Linked DNA regions of Gossypium hirsutum: region 2 is linked to region 1. The links are chromatin contacts, called in public Hi-C maps. All regions are on one chromosome and are shown on one strand. Each heading gives the region's core, a stretch centred on a gene start, on an enhancer-like site or on the middle of the called end of the contact. The rest is flanking DNA. Distances are from core to core; before and after follow the strand shown.

Region 1 (6,330 bases), core at 918-3,417:
TGGCTTGATATGTGGGCAGAAATAGAGCTAGATGATGCAATGGAAAAACTAAAACCGGAGATAGATGAAGAAAGAAACTGGACTAAGAAGGTTCAGGGGGCAGATCTCTCTAATTCTGATGACTATAAATCCCCTGCAGTTTCCAGCATTACTTTTACGTGTTTATCATCTTTGATTGAGCGGTGTCGATTGTTGCCTACAGTTTCTCTGAGGTCAAGGTTTCTGAGATTAACTAGTACACCGGTCATAAAATTTTTTTTGGATTGCTTACTTCTCAGATGCCAAGAAGCTGAAGGATTGACTGCCTTAACTGATGATGATGCTCTAATCAAAGTTTCAAACTCTGTCAATGCAGCTCACTATTCCGAATCTATTTTAAAAGAATGGTGTGAGGATGTCTTTTTCCTTGAGATGGGATTGGATCAAGGTGAGCATCCTGGAGAGTCTGTTGCTGAAAATAGTGGTAGCAAGGTTCCAATTGAAGAGTATGGAAATGGTATTTTCCATGAGGAGATTGTGAAGTTTGAAGATTTCAGAACACAGTGGGTTGAGAAGATAACTATGGTTATTTTAAGAGGATTTGATGCCCGCTGCCGAGATTACATAAAGAACAGAAGACAATGGCAGGAAAAGAGTGAAGAAGGTTGGACTGTATCACAAACATTGATAGGGGCCCTGGATTATTTGCAGGCGAAAATGGCAGTAATAGAAGAAAATTTAAACAGGGTAGACTTTGCGGGAATCTGGAGGAGCCTGGCAGCGGGGGTGGATAAATTGATATTTAACGGCATTCTTATGAGCAATGTGAAGTTCCATGAGGAGGGGGTGGAGAGATTTGGGTATGATGTAGAGGTGGTATGGGGGGTATTTAGGGCATGGTGTTTGAGGCCGGAAGGATTCTTTCCGAAGGTGAGCGAGAGCTTGAAGTTGTTGAAGATGGAAAAGGACCAACTTGAAGACAGCCTGAAAGAGGGGCAGAAACGGATGAAGGAGAATGGAATTAGGCATTTGAGTGTAGCTGAGGTAGAAAAGATTGGGAAAAACAGAGTATATACCAAGTAAAAAAAAGGCTTTTAATTTTGGTTCCCTTCGGTCATTGTAGCTGAATTACACAGTAGACTTGGACAAGGGAGTTAAAGTTGTCTCTGTTTGTATTTGGCTCTTCGATTATTAACCCATTCGTTTCAGAAATACAGTAGACCAATAAACAATGAAGATTGTTTTGTTCTTTTTTCACCATCATTCCTATTCAGGCTTCATTACCCAACCTTTCAAATATGTAGACAAATAAATTCCTATTCGACATTCAACATACATTAGACAAATATATTACTATATCTCTGAGCATTTGTTAGCAATATCCTATATTGGATTATTTTAATATTATTTTTAACAGAGAAAAAAAGAAAAAAAGATTTGGAGTCTTATTATTGACTCTCATCTTCATCCTAGATTCATATTTATACCAATCATTATGGGTTGGGTTGCTCAATCCCTTCTAATGGCTCTTCCCCTTTCTGATGATTATGAAGTATGCCACTAGAGTTCACCAGGACGTTCCTTTTAATTGCCAGCTTCGAACAAATATGGGGACACCAAAAAGTATGTTGAGCCTTCCCTCTCCAAACTTGCTTTGCTTAGTTGATGCTTCCCTTTGAGAATCGAAAACTCATATTTGAAGTTAGAATTCCAACAGATATCTCATTTCCTCCATTGTTGTAGTACATTCAAATTTGTCACTCTCAATCGAAACATCATGGGGTGATCTCTTGACTGTCCCAGTACAAATTGATGTGTTATCCCCAGCCATTATATCCGAACAACAAAGGAAAAAGAAACGGAGCCTACCAAATTTTAAATGAAGAAATTCTCACTGCCACAAAACACAATCCTAATAAAACACTAAAGGTAAATCTGTAGAAGGCTGGACAAAACTTCAAAGAAATTTGGACGTAGCAAAAAAGAAAAAAAAAATAGAGTTAAACAAGTGAAAAGATAAATCCCTGACTCCCACTATTTATAACGCAGCCATGGATCTTGGTTTACACCCATTGCGTGACAATTAAGCAAACACGCTTGACACTTGCGTACGTTTCTCAACAATTTGCAGAAAGAAACCTCTCATAGAAGGACATGTAGCAGCGTTACATCATTCCCAATCCTTACCAAATCACCAAGGTTACCAAAGAGGCGTGTAACCATTTAACACCAGAAGTGATCATGGGTTAGGCTACCCGGCCTGGCCCGATGGCTCGTTTAAAAAATGAGAGGGTTTGGGTAAAAATATAAGTCCGAAATATGGATTTAGACAAAAAATAAGACCCGTTTAGAAAATAGGTCGGACCTCGGGTAAGACTTTTTTGGCCCGAGCTCAGCTCGGCCTGGCCTGAATTATATATTAAATATATATTATTTTTAATCAAATATACTTTTTATTAAATATATATATATTTTTGGATTTTTAATTCGAATTATATATTAAATATATATTTTTTATTTTTAATCAAATATGGGCCGGGCCAGAACGGGCTCAGGCTTAACAATTTTCTTTCAGGCCGAGCTTGGACAAAATTTTAAGCCCATATTTCGGACTGAGTCAGGCCCGAGCCTAAGAAACGGGCCTAAAATTTTGTGTGAGTCTGGCTCGAGCACATAATCACCTCTATTTAACACACATTTGCAAAATTTTCATAGTGTTTAATTTTAAAAGCCAACCTTATGTTGACTTTAAATTTGAAATTTTAAAATTACGGAGTTGTAAATTTGCGAAATTACAAAGTACTCCAATCAACTTGGATGGGTTTTGGCGGACCTTCTAGCAGACTTAATAGAGATCACTTTATAACCTCTCATCATCTTGGGAGGGCAATTGTTATACCACCTCTACAAGCCTCACACGTTTCATGCAAACATCACACCAGACAAACATTGCATTTTTTGATTGTTTTGTTGTCTTATAACATCAAATTACTAACTTATGAGGTAACATCACCATCCCTACAAGACAGGACAAGATGTGACTGTGCTGCTAGTGAGATCCTTACACATGGCACACCTCTTGTCTCATGTATATAAGCCTTCCCATTGCACTAAGGAGACAGATGACAACAACAGAACAAAACACTCCATTCCATGCTTACTCTTTCTCTCGTGTTGTCAGCCACTCTCTCCGCCCCTTTATCCACTTGTTACGGCGACTATCCACCCTACTAAGGTGAATCGCCAAAATTATCCTTATTTACTCATCTTTGTTGATTTCTCATGTAAAAAAATATTTATAATTAAATACATTAAAAAATTAAATACTAAAATTATTTTCCATGCATTTAAATCTTTTATCACTTTACCAAGCATACCTTAACATTATATGAATTGTTCTAGTAAAATAAACTTAAAAAATAGAACAAGAGTGTAAATTCTTCATTACTCTATGATAATTAAAATCGAAAAGAAAGTATTTTATAGATTAGCATTTTTCCCTCTTGCCTTGAAAACTTAAAAGATATAATGATAGATTTAGTTGCTAATGTTTATCTATTTTGACACTTTGACTTTGATTTTTTTTTCTCACTTTGGCACATTCAATTTTTAAAATTTAATCTGTAATAGTCCGTTTTCAGTGAAATCGAAACAGTGGTTTTGAGGCCATAAATTCGAGTTTAAAAAGAAAATTATTTTAATATTATTTCATGATCTGAATTATATAGGAAAATCTTATGAAAATTTCGTTAAAAAAATTTTACCAATTTGATGCTTAATTAGATGAAAAGGACCAAATTGCATGAAATGTAAAAGTTGAGTTCTAGTAGCTATATGTATTAAATAGCTATAGAATTCAAAGTTTGGGGTCCTTATATGGCAAATAGACCATTAAGAGAAGTTAGTAGATAAGGATGATGATTCATCCATGGAAATTTAATTAAAGAAAAGGATGAAATTGGAAAGAAAAAGATAAAAAGATGATAAATAATTAAATAACAAAAAAATCAAGATTTATCATCGTCTTTCCCAAATTTTTTATGAAAACCCTAGCTAAGAGAAAAGAACTCAATCAAGGTTTCTTGGCTTAATTAGGTATGAATTCTTATCCCGTTTTTAGTCATTTTATGTTTCCAAGATTGTAATAGCATAATTAAGCTATTTTAGGAATTAATTTGCAAAGCTATCAAAGTTCTAAGACTTTGCCATGGATGAATATAGTTGAATTATGAAATTTTATGGTAGAAAATGAAAGGTTGTTGATAGATAAACAACTTTTGTTAAAGGAATTTTGATGAAAATGTGATTTAGGGACTAAATTGTAAAATGTAAAAATTTATGGAAAAATTTTAATTTTTGTGAAACGCATGTGCTATTGATACATGTAAAATTCGGCTAGGCTTGAAATAAGGATTAAATTGCATGAATTTCATTTTCCGAGCCTAGGAACGAAATTGTCATTAATTAAAATTATAGGGGGCAAAACGATAATTTTCCCTAAGATGTAACTTGGATTGAATTGAATGTAAATTGTATTAAATTGATGTTAAATTTACTCGTATAGATCCAAATAAATCAAAAATGGAGTTAGATCATGGAAAAGAAAAAGTATCGGATTAGTAGTTTACAAGTCACGAACAATTGTCGAGGTAAGTTCGTGTAAGTTAATTGTGTATATTTATATGCTTATATTGAGTGTTGAATATGTAAATTTTGTAAATGTCATATATGTGTATGAAATGGTAGTGTTCTTGCACATGTTGCGGACATACCGTAGCTCTAAAGAGCGTCCCGTTATAAGCCCTCTCAAGCTTCCCATATAATGTTCTTGTGAGCTTCTCGTTAAATGCTCTACGGAGCATCCCAATCGGTTGTGACCCTATATGTGTTGTGGGCACACTGCAGCTCTTATGAGCGCCCCGTTATATGGCTCTTCGTGAGCTTCCTAATTAAAGGCTCTTCGTGAGCTTCCCGTTAGTGCTCGCTTGAACTTCCTGTTATAAGGCTATTCGGTGCTTCCCGTTAAGTGCTCTTCGGAGCTACCCGTTAATTGCTCTTCGGAGATACCAATTATAGGCTTTTTGTGAGCTTCCCATTATATTGCCCGGATAAACTTCCTGTAAAAGGCTAAATGAGCTTTCTGTTATAGTGCTTGAGATAGAGATTTTTGTTTAAGTTCTTATAAAAGCACTCTCGGAAATGAATTGACGGATTTATAATAATGTACACTTTAGGTGTACTACCAAAGTATCCATCGAGATTTCAAATAATTCAACGGGTGAAATTCTGACATGAGAACATAAGAAATCAAAATGAAATTATTATCTGTATATGCATAAAATACTTGGAAACTTGATACCTGATGAACTCATCCTTATTCTTGTTATTCGCATGAAACACATGACTAACATGTTTGTTAAGGTTATATATGTTAGGCTAATTGTCAAATTGCTTTGGATGTATTATGCTTGTTTATTATACAAGTAAATGAATGGCAAGTTAATTTTCCCATTATACGAACTTACTAAGCATTAAGTGCTTACTCAGTTGTATTTCCTCTGTTTTATAGTACTCGGAAGCTCGCTGGTCTGGAAGCTTGGCGGAGATCACTCACACTATCCACCAGCCCATTTCGGTATAATTATGAAACTAATTTTGGTTATAATGGCATGTATAGGTTAACTTTGTCATTGTTGGCATTTTAAATATTTTTGTTGTAACTAGCCATTGGTATGGCTTGTGTTTGGTATATTTTGAAAAGTGCTTATGGCCTTTACATGTTTGATGTGTGAAATTGAAATGGTTTAATAATGGTAAGCATATGGATGATGGATAGAGATAGCATAATTGATAAGGTATGCATATATGTAAATTTGATCAATTAGGTAAGATTGAGTATAGGATATATGTAATGAAGTACCATGCATAAGACTTGGTTTTGGCTTGGTTTAAATGTCTTAAATTGGTTGGTGAATGTGTTCAAGTGTTTATGTGGGTGGAAGGTGAAATTGGGTGAGGATTAAGGCTTGAAAATGACCTTATTTTGTCCACACGGGCAAAGACACGGGCGTGTGTCTCAGTCGTGTGTGACACATTGCCTAGTACATGGGTGTGTGTTCTGGCCGTGTGTCCCCTGCATCTTAAAAATTCAAAACAGAATGCTCAGGAATTTTCACAATGCCTGGCACACGGGCGTGTGGCTTGGCCGTGTGACCCCTGTACTTATGTAACAGTCTAATTTTCAGTGGTGTCGGAAACAGTAATTCGAGATCACTAAATTCGACCAATGAGTTAAAATTTAAAAAACTAATAATTATGGGTCAAGTGTGAATTTAGAAGAATTTTTGAATT
Region 2 (5,882 bases), core at 2,481-4,980, 41 kb after region 1:
GAATTTAAGTTTGTAGTTACTTTTTTTGAGTTTAACTTAATTAGATTGGATTATGCAAGTGGGTGGGTGGTTAAAAGAAAGAGTAGTCCATTTTTTAAGGAAGGAGAGGTGAACAAAGTAATGGATTGCCAAACAACCCGTATCATCACCAACAAACATTACATGAAATGTCAAACTCCATCAGTAAACCAAATAGTAGACACTCTGTAAAATAGGTGTTGGATAGTTCAATTATGGTCAACCCAGGGAGCCACCTATTGGATTCAGGAGGCACCAGCTTGCTATCCTAGCACTGCAAAGAACGGATAGTTATCGCTGCTCTGTGAAACCAGCCTCACGCATTACCATTCTCCCTAGGATCCCACGAGACTCACAGCTTTCGCTCAAATCCCGTGGATCACTCCTTGCTTGGAAAGGAGCCAAGGCCGGTGATTTGCCACAATGAATCCGACCGCTTAAGCCAGACCAGATGTTCTATAACCCCAAATACCCCACCTGGGTCACAAGCTTGCGTTACCAAGCTCGGCGAATAACAGCACTGCTTCCATCCTATATTAATAACATGAACACTTTTCCTAAAATACCTATGTGGGATTAGTTTACCTTTTCTGAGTCTGCTGTTGTCAGGTTTTTTGAGTTTAAGACCTTATCAGCTGCTTAAATTCAATGCTCTGATTAATATTGATGATTGACAAAGATCAACTCCACACAGTCACCTGAAACTAAATAGGAATTTCCATGTCTGGACAAAACCCTGGCATATTTGATAAACATATCAAGTGCTAAAATGATAACCCCATGTCACAGGCATGAGTTAATTGAAGAATAGCAATATTGTTTTTAATTAATTAATTTTTTTAAGAATATATAAAAATATATATTTTATCAGGACATTTTTCATTCCATTAAGGCTGAATCTTTTTGGATCCAAATATCAAAGTATAAAGATAATTTTCCTTTTCAATTCCCACAAATAAATCAATCGTTGTTGAGACTTAGGGGGCTAACTCCTGGATTTAGAAAGGATTCTTAAAAGAGAGGGATATTTTGGAGTGAGAGAAATGTCTGGGTATTCAGTGATAACAATATCGTTCATAGACAGCCTGACATTAGTCTTTCTTGTCATGAGAATCATATAAAAGTGACCACTACTAGACAATAGTTGTATAAACTGGTGTAACACTGGAAAATATCGAAATTGAATAAAATTGCAAATAGTCAAAAGTTGAGCTAGGGACTAATTTGCAAAGGAGAAAGAAGTGTAGTAAGTCTAATGTGAGAAAAGAAAAGAAGTGAATTGATATTAAAAGGGGCTTGATTGGTGATTTAACAAAAACTAGCTATGGCAATTAAATCATGATTAAAGATGGTGGGGATTAAACTTAATTTCGTCTTTAATTTCCTTCACCATTGATCTATTAGCAATGAGATAAAATAACCTTTGTGAAGCAGTGAAACAAAACAAAAACAAGCATGAAAATTACTAGATACAGAAAGTAAGCGTAATATGAAAAAGTAATTGGGAACTTGCACTATCTACCATATCAAAGTTTCAAGCAACCTATCATAATTACATAACATTACACAACCATTCATACTTCTTCACACTCACAAAAATGTCTCTTTCCCAGACACTTCATCTTGACAGCATATATGTATATATTATGGGTTGTTACTTGCTACACATAGAGCTACAAGGTTCAATATCTGTAGCCATCGTCATCATATATGTAACCACTGCTCCTCGACTTGTCAGCCTGCAAACCCATGGAAGAACAATGGATTATTACAAAAACCAACAGTAGTCAAATTTTTCAAGAGCTTCTATCAGTTAATAGCGAACCAACATGAATGGATGAAAATAAAAAGATGCTGCAAAATCAAACTTCCTTGTATGAATTACAGCTCGCAAAAACATGTAACTGAAAGAGAATCCGATCATTGATGGCATACCCTATGAATGAGCTTCTCAAATGCATCAGTCCCGTTCTCTTCAATGTATCTCTCGGCAGCAGTTAAAATATCATCTGATTTACTGAAGAAGTCCTTCCTCGGGACATACCAGATGTTAATTGTCTGTTGTGGGTTCATAAAGAAAGGTCTCAAATAATGCTCGTAAACATAAGCAGCACCACTGAAGTACGGGATGACCAGCCAGCAGGTGAAAATCAACTTCGCGTGAGACCAGATTGGGATCCTGTATTCATGTTCTCAAATGTTTCAGCAAGGTATAGGCAAATGCAATTTCTGAATGTGCATAATTATGATAAGAAGCCTTTAGCATACAACTTCCCTTCTTTAAAATCAGCATAAGTATCATGAAGTTTTTCGCACAACTATCCGAGAAACTAAACCAGGGCAAAGAAATATAAAGATAAGTAATTAACACATTGGTGAAACTTCAATATAACCAAGTTAGATTTATCTTGGCAATGCTTTCCACTTTTTCGATGGAATCGATTTGTTGAAATAAAGTGAGTTGAAACCCTTGGTAAAGAAATGGGTTCCTCTTCTAGTGGATGAGAAGCTAATTAAAGAATACAACAGGTTTGGTCACCTAAATTGTCAATTTTATAAGCACAATAACCATTTTTTTTCTTGAGTTGGTCAACTAGAATCATAATTGTTTAATCAAATGAAAAATCTGAGCTTTCCCTCTCTCAGACACCCCCAAAGCAAAAGAGAAAAAGTTAACTCGGATTCCCGGAAACGGGAAATGTATATATAGGGATAGTGTTAGAGCAAGAAATGTGCTATCTAGGAGCAACACAAACTTGATCATTCAAGAGCATAAAAATTTACCATTCAATGACTTTGGCAAAGGTGAGTTCCAGCAATGTAATCATGGAATAGAGAACCCAATATGTAAGCCATTGTCGGTCATCGGCACGAGACTCGGATTCAATTGCCCTAACTGAGGCATAACTGTTTAAGAATTCAATGCCATGGAACAATTAAGCCAATTCAAGTTCAGACAACTTGTAAATTACACCAATTAAAAGGGTAAGAGAAAAAAAGTAAATGAAACCCCAAAAAGATTGAAAAACACACTCACAGAGGATACAGAAGACTAATAACTGGCCTGCAAAATTAACCCAAAAACCAAATTAGAAAATAAAATATTAAAGATATTCAGGAACACACACAAATAGCTTGAAGTTAAAAGTATACAATAAGCCTAAAACTCTATTTCTGTTCTCTTAGTTGATGTTTTAAAATTTACATTTTTTAAAGCAGCAATAGCATACATATATAAAATACATGACCCAAAGTAGAAACAAGATAAATGGGGCAAGAGGAAATTACCCAGCAAGAACATCAAAGTTCTTAAAAAAAACCTTAAGAAAACTTCCAGCCCCAGATCCCATCTTCACTTTCCAAGGCTCTTTTTCTTTCTGAAACCTCTGATATAATTAAAAAAGGAAACTAACCCAAAGCTTTGGTTTTGTTCTTATTGGGGCAGTTGCTTGAGTGAAAAGTGTGTTTTGTATGCGTAAGAAAGCTGAGCTGCTTAAGATGCTAAAAGCTGGTTTGTAAGGAAGGTTGGGGTTGTTTGGCGGTTGGAATCTAACGGTGGATAGTTTAAGAGTGACTAAAATGGACGGCTATGGATGTTCCTTAACTTTCAACAGAAAGAAATTTAGGGGCTTCTTTTGCTTATTCGTTTGGTGGAACCAATCACTCTCGTAGGGGAAATACCATGAAAGGGACTTTCTTCCACTGGAATTACATGATTGCCATTCCCTTTGTCTACGTAGCTCTCATATGAACCGAGTCGGGCCGAATTACCATTTCAAACTTCTTAGCATTTTGTCTAAACTTGGTTCCGCTATTAACTGGGTTTTTTTTATTAATAAAATTTTCAAATTAATATTTTTATTAATAAATTTAAATAACATAATATGATTTTATTATTAATTAAAATTTTGAATTTGAATTAGCAAGTTGACAATTAATTTTATCACAATTCAAGCACAATATATCTAAAGTGATTGTAATCACTTATATGATAAGGAAATCAACCCCGAATATTTCAAAGCGGAGAGCAAAAATTGACAAAAGAATCGAGTATTTACCAAACTAGAGAGGATAACAACAAAATTATCCCTAAAATCACTCATAAAACTAACATTACATGCATAAGCAAAACTAAAAAGTATGTCATAAGAGTAGATAAAAACTTTTAAAACTGAAGACTTATTAAACAATGGAAAAACAAACAAAATATATATAAAAAACTTAAGACAACAAGTGAAATAATTTATTATTCTGAAATATTCTCAAAACAGAAACAAGTTAAGAAGTTGACGAAGAGTCACCCACTTTCCAAGAAAAACTACTGGTTACCGATGGAGTTTTAACAAACGACAAACACTGTCATTTATCCATCACAACTTGTGAAGACAACAAAGAAAGGGTTGATTGGAGAGGAAAAAGGCAAGAGATAGCCAACTCGACCATAAACAAATGCCTTTTTTATTTTGGAGTATTGAATACGCCCATAATTCAAAGCTTCATGTTACTCTTCCCAAGAGACATGTCAGATCCAGGGCATCCCAATTCAATTGAAGGGGATGACAGTTTCTTATTCCTAATCTATAAAATAATAATTTCGATCAAATCACACATCGCAGTATACTAGACCCTCTAATTCTTTGTAATGGCCCAAATTTGAGGTTATCAGAACAGTGGTTTCGAGACCACAAATCCGATGAGAAAAAATTTATTTTTCTTATATTTTTATGGTCTACAATTTCACAAAATGATTTTTTGAAAATTTCGTTCGAAAATTTCGACGTTTGGGCACTCAATTTAGTCAAAAGGACTAAATTGTAAAAAGTGCAAAAGTTGAGTTCTACATGTTAGAGGTGTCCAATTGTTATGAAACTTTAAATTGGAGGTCTTTATATGATAATTATACCATTGGTAACTTGGTAGACAAAAATGGACATGAGATAAGTGAAATAGAAAATTTTTAAGTTAGGGGCAATTTGGTAATCTAGTAATTAAAATGAATTAAAAGGGAAAAAGATGGCAAAAATCATCATCTTCTTCATATGAACGAAATCAGCAAGGGGGAAGCCATAGTTAGGGTTTTCAAGCTTCCAAGCTCCATAGTAAGTGATCCCAAGCCCCGTTTTTAATGTTCTTTACGTTTTTGAGATCCCGGTAGCTTAATTTAGCTTATTCTAGCAATAATTTAACCTAGGGTTTATATTTGGAAAAATACCCATAGGTAAAAAGTGTTTATTTTGATGTTTTATGATAGAATATGAAGCTAGAAATTATGTTAAACAACTTTTGCTAAGCGATTTTAAGTGAAAACGAGTAAAACGACATAATCGGTAAAAATACCTAATGTTCATAAGTACATGTTAGAGTGGGAATTTGATGTTGCCATAGAAGGGAAAAATGTTCAGAATGTTATAAAACATAAGAATAAGAGATGAAGTTTAATTTCCGAGCCTTGGGGCAAAAATGTAATTATGTAAAAGTTTAGGGGCAAAATTGTAATTTTGAAAAAGTTAGAGTCGAGGGCTGTTTTAATGAATGTGATTATTAAATAAGTTAAATTTACTATTTTAGATCAAGAAGTACGAAACTCGAGGTTAGACAAAGGGAAGAATAAAGTTGAAGACTAAGTTGGTGAATTTGGCTATAATTGGTACCGAGGTAAGTTTACAGTAAATAAATGCAATATTTCAATATTTATTATTAATGCTGTTAATTTCCAGCAATTATGAATTTATTTTATGAATTTATTTGATGATGATCCAAGCATGAAATGATAGAGAATTAAAGTTTAAAAGTCCCGTTGATACATAAGGATGGTTCTGGATACGAATGTCATGACATTTGGGTAAAGAGATCCCATGTAAGAC

The links. Hi-C and Micro-C count contacts between places; a contact is called where the count stands out from the background.
Region 2: a contact with region 1 is called in a Hi-C map of leaf, with 2.4 times the contacts expected there. The contact joins the promoter of LOC107946507 here to the enhancer-like site in region 1. A contact is called at or near these places in 5 of 34 Hi-C or Micro-C datasets (callus and leaf).

What each region holds. Positions count from the first base shown.
Region 1 is chrD12:52,597,519-52,603,848 of Gossypium_hirsutum_v2.1, forward strand. It overlaps LOC107946506 (RINT1-like protein MAG2), which reads left to right. Exons shown (of 4, transcript XM_016880870.2): 4 at 1-1,236. The coding sequence ends at 1,062. Among protein-coding and RNA genes, the nearest start is that of LOC107946506, 6.3 kb to the left of the region's middle. Within about 2 kb of position 2,168, at least 6 of the 9 cell types and tissues checked have an H3K27ac peak or open chromatin away from gene starts, as enhancers often do. A contact at or near this core is called in leaf, where this site is marked.
Region 2 is chrD12:52,637,282-52,643,163 of Gossypium_hirsutum_v2.1, forward strand. It overlaps LOC107946507 (HVA22-like protein a), which reads right to left and starts at 3,731. Exons shown (of 5, transcript XM_016880871.2): 1 at 3,307-3,731; 2 at 3,056-3,082; 3 at 2,803-2,925; 4 at 1,954-2,197; 5 at 1,509-1,757. The coding sequence starts at 3,368. The coding sequence ends at 1,701.